Regions from separate parts of the Capra hircus genome. Here region 2 is linked to region 1. A link is a contact called in public Hi-C data. All regions are on one chromosome and are shown on one strand. The core of a region is the stretch at or near the end of the contact, and the rest is flanking DNA. Distances in the headings are between cores, read along the strand shown. Region 1 holds the start of ENC1 (ectoderm-neural cortex protein 1). Region 2 overlaps ARHGEF28 (rho guanine nucleotide exchange factor 28).

Region 1 (4,372 bases), core at 1,617-4,116:
TGGGGGTGCTAGCAGCAGCCCTCAGAACGGCCTCTGGGGAACATGACTGCGCCACGGACCCCTTCCTGGGCAGCCTGCCTTCAGCAACTGGAACACAGCTGACTACAGCCTGGCCTTCTCAGCCTACCTGGGGACAGCTCCACGGCGTCATCTCTGACCGAGACTGCGTCGCAGCTCAGCTTCTCCCCCTGCCCGTCCTGCTGGGCTCTCTTTCCTCCCACAGGTGCTGAGCCCAGGACGCACGCATGCCTGCGCTCACGTGACCCACTGACCCACGCTGGGCCGGGGAGGGGTGGGAGGTGTGGCATGTCACCTCGGGCTGGGTGTTCACTTGCAGCTCGAATTTGACACTTGGGGAGGAACTGACACTCAGCCTCGGCTCCAGGCCACGCTGACTTCACATGCTTATCTCATAAACCACACGAGGAAGGAAAGCAGTGCCATCTTCCTTTCACACACTCAAAAAGAGGAGCAAAGAACAAAGAGGGCACTTTTGGAAGACTGGCAGGCAGTGTGCCTGAAAGGCGGGTGGGGCTTTCAGGGGACCACAGGAGGCAGGACGGCAGCTGCTTAGCCCACTGCTTGGTCTAATCCCCTGAGCTGTCCTGTTCCTGGTACTATGGTCGCAGGGTGTTAATTGAATCATTCTCATTAATTCAGCCCAAGTGTAAATTAGGATGGAATGAAGATAAATTAGGTTTGAAGGCAGCTAATACATTTAACCCCATGCTGCTTCTTTTGCAGCCTAACAAAATAACATTGTTAAGGGAGATAACAAGGCCAAAGCCTTGGGCACAGCTTCCTAATAGCATTAAAAACGAGACCTTGGTTTGGTGTCACAAGGCAGAGGCGAAGACCAGCTCCCAGGGGCCCAGGGGACTGGCCTAACATCTTGAGGGAGGTGGTGGCCATTGTACAACAGGGATGTCTGTAGAGTTTCCCAAGATGTTTATGACTCATATCTCTGAAGACTGTATCATCTGGTTTGATCACAAGTCTATCTAGAGAGTTCTTCCTGTACAAATACAAGACTTGCTCATCTTTTCTCCTAGCAAGTGAAGTGATAAGAACTACCTTTAGGACTGGCTGAGAGACGCTGGAGGAATAACAGTTTGAATGGCTGTGATCCTAAATTGCCAAATCACTTTCAGCTGTGAAGTAAACATTAGAAACTGCCTACAGGCCTGATAATTTCCCATGCATCGGCTCAAGCAAACCAGTGTATAGGTTTGTAGGTCATTTGTCTTCCAGTTTTTATAACCCATAGAATAAGTAATTTCTTTTCCCTTCCTCCATGCTGCTTATCTCCCTAAGGCAGATGATGTGAATGTATATAGTCACTGAATACATTCAAGATTTTCCAGACCACAACTTTTTTTCCCCTTCTCTTCTTCAAGTGTAGAAAGGTGGCCATGTTAGGTAGAAAAGATACAGGAAAACAGCATAGGTGGATGACAGAATGGCCAGATGGAGTTCTCTCTTTTCTCAGTCCTGCCTGCTGAGCAAAGCTATTTGCAAAGACATGTAAACTTTGCTGTCCCCCCACCCCCTGTTTAAGGACACTGCATTTTCTGAGTGGTAAAGACGCAATAGAAACAGATGGCCTGTTCTTAGCTCAGCGGCTTCCTGTGGCAAAATCTCCAGCCAACCAAATGAACTGAGGACATGTGTTATTCCTAGGCAGGGTCATCTAGGTACAGGTCCCTGTAGATTTGGTAAGTAACTGAAATAAGAAGGAAATACTTCTCTTTAATGAGAAAAAGTGTATAATCTCTTACACAGAACACCCGCCCCCAACCCAGTCCCACCTTCCAGGGCAGATATTAACATTTGGTCTTCAGAACCAACCTGCTTGTTTTTGACCCGAAGTCCAGAAAGATAGAGCGCTAGGAGGAAGTGCCTCCAGAGGCTGCACTGATTACCTTCCCCCACACCTTGCCACAGGCTAAGAAAACATGTTTTTAAAAGACATCTGTGCAATACAACACGTTTACCTCTCTCGGCTTTTCAGCACCTATCTCCAATATCTGCGGCCCTTCTCTCTCTGGTCTTTGCTGATTTTTATCCACATCTTTAGGAACCAGGGGTGGGCTGGCAACGTACCCGGTCTCTTTACCTTGCAGCTGGTAGACCCCCTGCACGTGGGTCTGACCGGTAAGCGATCTGGCCTCTCTGGCTTTGTGGAGCAGTGTGGAGCCGCGACTCTGAATAATAAGTTAAAATATGAAGCAGACCTGTAAAGGCTCGTGCTGAAGCTGACGAGTTAATGCGAACAAAGGACTTCAGAGGGCACTGTCTTCCTTTGTTTGCAAGGAGCGAAATTTCTCAGCACGAATACCTGGAGGGACCGTGCTTAAAGGAAAGTGGGGTTAAAGGACCGAGAGGGCCTTGATTTCTAGTCTCTGGATTCGGGGGGCGCCAGGGGGAGCTTCCTCTGCTTGTTAAACCATTTCTGCCTCTAATATTTAAAAGAAAGCTGGGAAATGGGGATCTCCACTCTAGCTATAGGGCGAGGCCATTGCAAGTAGCCGTGTGCCCTCGAGCTGGACAATTCACTTCAGATCTCCCTGGACCTCAGATTCCCAATCCGTCAAAAAAAGAGGGCGGGGGGCTGGACTGGTAATCTCTACAGTTCATTCATATAAAAAGAAAACCAGGCATTTCAGCTCCCCGTGGAAAGACAAGCCCTTGGTACAAAGATCAAAAATGGGTTTCATAAATAGTGATTGCCGTTCGAGATTTTCTAATCACTTTTCCTTTTCGTGGCACGCGGCGCTTCAAACGTGTATGAGCTGAACCATTTCTCTGCTGAACTCCTACCCAACACAACCTAGCGATAAAAGATAGGAAAGGGCCAGGTCTGAGGGGGCGATTAAACGTTTATCACTACAGAGAGGTGGCGGCGTGGCCACTCCTTGGAGCAGTTGGTTTTGAATCAAGCGGCCACAGCGATTGGCTGCAAAGCACGTGGTGCGCGCTCCGCCGGACAGCGCCCGGCTGCTGCTGCCTAGGGCGGCGTGGGGCAGATTCCGGCCGCGGGTGCCGCACCCGCGGGGAGGGTGCGGGAGGACGTGGGGGCAGGAAGCGCCCGGGGCGCGAGTCTTTCCGGTCCCCTGCCCTACAGAGAAGCCATACAGCCCGGCTTTGCCCAACCTGCGGAGTGCCTACAGTGTCCAAAATTGTGTCCATACCTCGCCACTGTCCTCTTTCCAGGTATCTCGCCCAGCGGGCAGGCTGTGTGCGCCCAGGGCGCGAACCACTAACACCCGTCTCGCCTCTTGTCTCTCTTTGCTGAGCCTCACGTCGGCTCCCGCAACGCGGAGCACACACCTGGGGGGCCGCGCTGTCCCCAACCACCCCAGAAGGATCCCTCAGCACCGGACTCTGCTCAAGACACAGCGACCCAGGAAAACTTGTTTTACTCGCGATTCCCGAAGGTTGCAGCTGCTCGTGGCTGAGATTTCGCATCCTCTTTGTCTCTCTCTCTACTTGCCACAGCCCCCTCCCCCGCTTCCTCTCTCGATTAACTCCCCCGACACGCTCTCCTCCCCTTCCTCCTCCTCCTCCTCCGCCGGCCGCTTTCACGCGCTTCCTCCCTCCCTCCCCTGGTGTCACTTTTTGCCTACGCGCCCTCTCCCCTCCCCTCCCCTCCCCTTCTCGCCGCTTATAGCCGGGCGCTGGGCTGCCGGGCGCAGACTGCTCGGGCAGCCGGAGAGGAGGCGGCGCGGCTGAGGCGCTGCAGAGGCCGAGTGGAGACGCCAGGCGGCCGCCGGCGCGCACAGCTCTTTCCAGCTCCCTCCCCCGAGCGTTCAGCCCGCCTCCTTCCGCGGCGCCTGCGGCCGCTGGCTCCCTCTTCCCTCCCGAGCGCCCTCCGGGAGCTGCTCCGCGGGTGGCAGGCACAGAGTCCGTGACCTGGCAATCGTGAGACCGCGGCGATCAGCCCGCGGTGACCAGCCAGCGAGCCGGAGCCCCATGCGCGCTCCTTTCGCCGGGGCAGTCGCTGTTGCTCCCTGGGGCTGAGACGCCTGATCCGTCGCCTCCCCGCCGGGTTACCGAGGCCAGACCCAACTAACTGGTTGTGCACTGTGGCCGGCCGCCACTGCTGTAAGTCTCCGCCACCGCCGCGGACCTGTTGCGGGCGCCGTGGGTGTCAGGGTCTGCGTGTGTGTGTGTGTGTGTGTGCGCGCGCGCACCGCGGAGCCTGGCGCTCCGACCTAGGTGGCGGTGGGGCACTGTTCTCGGGCGGAGACCCCGGCCGCCGCTGCGCTCCTCTGGCAAGCAGAGCCGGGCACTGCCCGAGGGGCCTTCTCTGAGCCGCTGGGGAGAGAGGAGCTCAGCCAGGATACGATCGACACCCCCCCGCGCCCCGCCG
Region 2 (4,223 bases), core at 618-3,117, 780 kb after region 1:
CAAGCGATGGAAGCCAGACTTCCCCAAAGAAAAGCGTATGCCGCAAACTCCCGCTCAGCAGCACCAATGTATTCCCATTCTAGGGCCCACGTTGATCTGCTCTAAAGAAGAGCCGACCATTCAGAGAAATAGCTTCTTGTGGAAACTACACAGATGACATGTAAAGTATTAATTACCATTTTTACAAGAATCCTTGCTGCTTTGATGGAGAGGGGGTATCTGATGACAGGCCCCGGCCGCTATCCACAGTTCATGGTTGATATCTGAGGGTTGAGAAACGTCCGTCTTGAGGTCTACTTGATTTTCACTAGTCCTTGCCGAACCAGAATGAGATACGCCTGGGGGGTGAGCGGCATCCTGATGGATATCTGGTGGCGTCAGTTTGTTCAAAGGGTTAACTGACATCTGCACTAAAGCTTCATTGAAGAAGAATGAATTTTCATGACATAAAGTCTCAGACTGATTAAGTTCCATTACCTGTGCAAGAAAAAACACAATAATTTCTTTAGCAATTTGCACCAGTTTTATAACGTATTTATTCCTAATAGAATTTACCAATCAAGACTTTAATGAGTATGGTAGAGGATATTACCCTTGACTCCCTCCTCCCATCCTCTTTTAATAAGCCAGTACCAAAAACTTCAATTAACAAAACACAGCATATCTTAAAAGAAATACAAATCAAATGAAAACACCTGTGCAGTAGTGTTCACTGTCATGAAAAGTGTTTCTACTTTAAGGCAATAGCATTCTCACTTTCGCTAAATAAAAGTTGAAAACATTCATGTATATGTAAGGTATTTGCAACAAATATAATTTAGCCAACTAGAAAGGAAAATAAAATATAACACAGATCATTCTTATAAGCTGATCAACTTCTACAACTTTATATACTATCATTAAAAAGTATCTATGTGCACACAGTACAGAAAAGTAAACTCCGGGGACAAATGAAATTGTCAAGAGTGTCTCAAGAGGGTGCAAAATGAAAGGGAACTTTTCAAAAGGTTTTATTCTGACTAAACATTAAACTACTCACGTTAACTGCCACTGTTGAAAAATGGATTTTGAATTTACTAGGTCCTTGTGGCTCAACTGGTAAAGAATCTACCTGCAATGCAGGAGACCTGGGTTCAATCCCTGGGTTGGGAAGATTCCCTGGAGAAGGGAAAGGCTACCCTCTCCAGTATTCTGGCCTGGAGAATTCCAAGGATTACAGTCCATGGGGTTGCAAGGAGACTTTCACTTTAGGTCAAATTTACAAAAAAGAGAATAAGCTTGGAATAATAGGTAGTATGCTTGTTAAATTCAGTACCTGTGCACATTCCTAGCTAACGATCCACTGAAAGGTAAATCTCTACAGAACTCTGAAGACCAGAGCACATCTGTCTTCAGACATGAAACACACTCATGCCCAGGCAGACTCCAGGACAAAACTCGCCTCACTGGGACAATGCGATTCTGTATTGCTTCCCTTGGTACTGAGGGCATCTATCATGAGTACCATGAACCCATGATCCAGAAGTACCCAGACTTTTCAAATGTGCATATGTCAAGAGGCATGGGTATTGTCTCTGGAAGTTCCCAGCTCTTGCTCCCTACACACTGAGTAACTCTTGCGAGCTCTTACACGAGCAGCAAAAAGACAGACGTGCGTTCAAAGCCTCCCAAACCACCAGGACTGAAGCCGTCTTACTCTCTGCTTCTGCGAGCACAGGAGCCCCATACCTCCAGGGTTCCTGGAGAAAACGCGGCAGGAAGGCTGCTCTGCCGCCCGTGCTTCCAGTGGTGCAGCAGGCTCTGCTGGGCCCGCATCCTCTCCCGCTCCCTCTCCACCAGGCGCTGGCCCTCGCGCAGCCGCTCCAGGCTCTGCTGGTAGTCCTGGAGCTGCTGGTCCAGCTCGCCGCGGCTCCTGAGCAGCAGTTCCTCCTGCGCCCGGCACTCCCTCTCGCGCTCCTGCAGCCGGCTGGCCCGGGCCTCCTGCTCGCGCTGCTGCTGGTCGCACCTACGGAGCCAGCGGTGCTGGTCTTGCTGGAACTGGAGCTGCAACTTGTGGGTGTCGGCCAGCTCCTCCTGCTGCTTCTCCAGGCTGCGGGACTTCTGGTCCTGAAAGGGGCTGCCTCGGAATGCGGGGCCCGGGGCCAGGCTGTCCCGCTGTTGGAGAACCAGCCTGTGGATCTCAATGTGGCTATCCTGAATGGTCAAGGCGGCCTGTCAAAGCAGAGGGCAAGAAAGCAAAGGCGTCCATATTGTCCGCGCCGTGAGTTGGCAGCACCTCTACACATGAAAGTATGACCAAATGATTCTCTCTGAACACTTCTCTCCTTGCTGTAAGTTACCTCCCGAGACTGGCCTTGGCATTTCAGACAGGCTTGTCTGCATTTCCTTACTGGTACAGTCTGAGATGTATACACAAAAGAAATAAAGCCCAAAAGGAATATTCTCTCCCTCCTTTGGAAATGTGGTTTGTTGATGCTGTTGGATAATATTTAAGCAAGTGTTCTGAGTAAGAATTCAGTCCATAAATTCACAAGACTGCCTTTCTGTGCTATGCACATTATCTTTCTGAGGTCTTGACAGTCAATAATTCAGGAGAACTTAAGAATCTATATAAATCTGGAAGTACCTTTTGAGTCTCCAACCAGAAATTACTTAAGCTACATGACATACGTGAAGACATAAAAGTCAACCATTTGGAAGCTTTGCTAAGTATCTTTTTTTATCATAGCAGTTAATATCATATTTAGGAGATATATAATTGGTAAAGCTTGTCTCATTACTGTTGTTTCTTTGTATTATAGCAGGAAGGTCATGCACAAAACACTAAACTGAAATTCATCTGTTTTACAGAATGCTAAAAGGAGGCTGGAATGATTACGGGGACATAGATACTCTAAAACCTAGAGGAAATTACCAATCAAATTTTTTTTTTAAATTGTCTTTGAGTTATGGTATCTACCTATTAAAAGTTTGGCAGTATCACAGGAAATAACTACCAACTTTCGGAAGGATTCCACATAATAAAAACAAAACAAAAAAATGTGAATGCCCTTGGAAGCTTTTATTTTCAAAAGTTCCCATTGAAAGCACAAAGAAACAGAGAAGGGACAAATTGAAAATAGCCACAGACTGGGTATGTGTGTGTCCTGTGACTTGTTATAAGAAATTATTACCCTCCAAGGGATAAATTCTCATTTTGCTTTCCTAAAAATTTAAAAAGCTATCCATGTAACAGGTGCTGAGAAGATGGGGATATGACCATTAGTTCTTTAAGTCAGCAGTTTCCTATACTCTTGAAGATTAAAGAATTAAAGCATACTTTAAATTAGTATTTGTTTCGGAACAAGACTCAAAAATGTATTCAGTGAGGACTTTTGAAATGAAATGTTTCTAAATGTGAAAATCAATTAAAAATTGAAATTCACATGAATATTTGATTAATGTCTTTCAGTGGTTATTATAAAGAAAACAGTGATACCATTGAAAATAGGTCCTAATAACTCAGATCTTTAAATATGAAATAATAAGCCATTCAGGACTCTGCTGACCTGGCTAAAGCAAACTGTAGACTGTACATCACCAGCTAATTCTAACAATTCCTAAGGGCATCAGCAGAGTAAAACAAACAAACCAATAAATCCAATATTCTATATGCCAAAACTTCCATAGGCAATGGTAACTCTCAGGTAAGGATTACAATTAGACTAATTAAACACTAACATGAAGCATTTTTCATCTATGTAACATTTGGGATAAAACAACTCTCTTCTGTAGCATGGGGTGAAATCTGAAGATTGGATATTCATCTGCACATTTAAAGTTTATGTTTACATGTAAGACAGAGAACAGCACTTACTTTTCAAGCATAGGACAATTCCCAATTCACTCTCTTTCCCTTTTTAAAATTATACTGAACTATAGTTGGTTTACAATGTTGTATTAGCTTCTGCTGTGCAGCTAAGTACACACATACCAAGTCTCTCTCAACTTCTCTCTGCTGAAGTGTGTCCTTTCCTTTCTGTCTTGCCTCTACCTCATCTCTAACTCTATTCTTCTAACATAGAGATCAAATTTCATTTTCATCTGATTCAAAAATGCTATGTAAAAAACTTTAATCATGCATGAGAGATTCAGCTTCAAAGGAGATGGCTGTGCCATGAACAGAAATCTTTCAGAGCACATACCCTTAAGCCAGCTCAAAAGCTTTGGTTAAGAGGACACAC

What was found. A called contact is a pair of places that touch in the nucleus more often than the background predicts.
Region 2: a Hi-C map of liver shows a contact between it and region 1, with 7 times the contacts expected there. The contact joins the enhancer-like site here to the promoter of ENC1 in region 1. A contact is called at or near these places in 2 of 5 Hi-C or Micro-C datasets (blood and liver).

The regions. Positions count from the first base shown.
Region 1 is chr20:6,966,537-6,970,908 of ARS1.2, forward strand. ENC1 (ectoderm-neural cortex protein 1) reads left to right here and starts at 2,867. Exons shown (of 3, transcript XM_005694551.3): 1 at 2,867-3,213.
Region 2 is chr20:7,749,349-7,753,571 of ARS1.2, forward strand. It overlaps ARHGEF28 (rho guanine nucleotide exchange factor 28), which reads right to left. Exons shown (of 34, transcript XM_018065570.1): 32 at 1,729-2,211; 33 at 177-477. Among named protein-coding and RNA genes, the nearest start is that of TRNAR-UCG, 250 kb to the left of the region's middle. Within about 2 kb of position 1,868, at least 1 of the 5 cell types and tissues checked has an H3K27ac peak or open chromatin away from gene starts, as enhancers often do.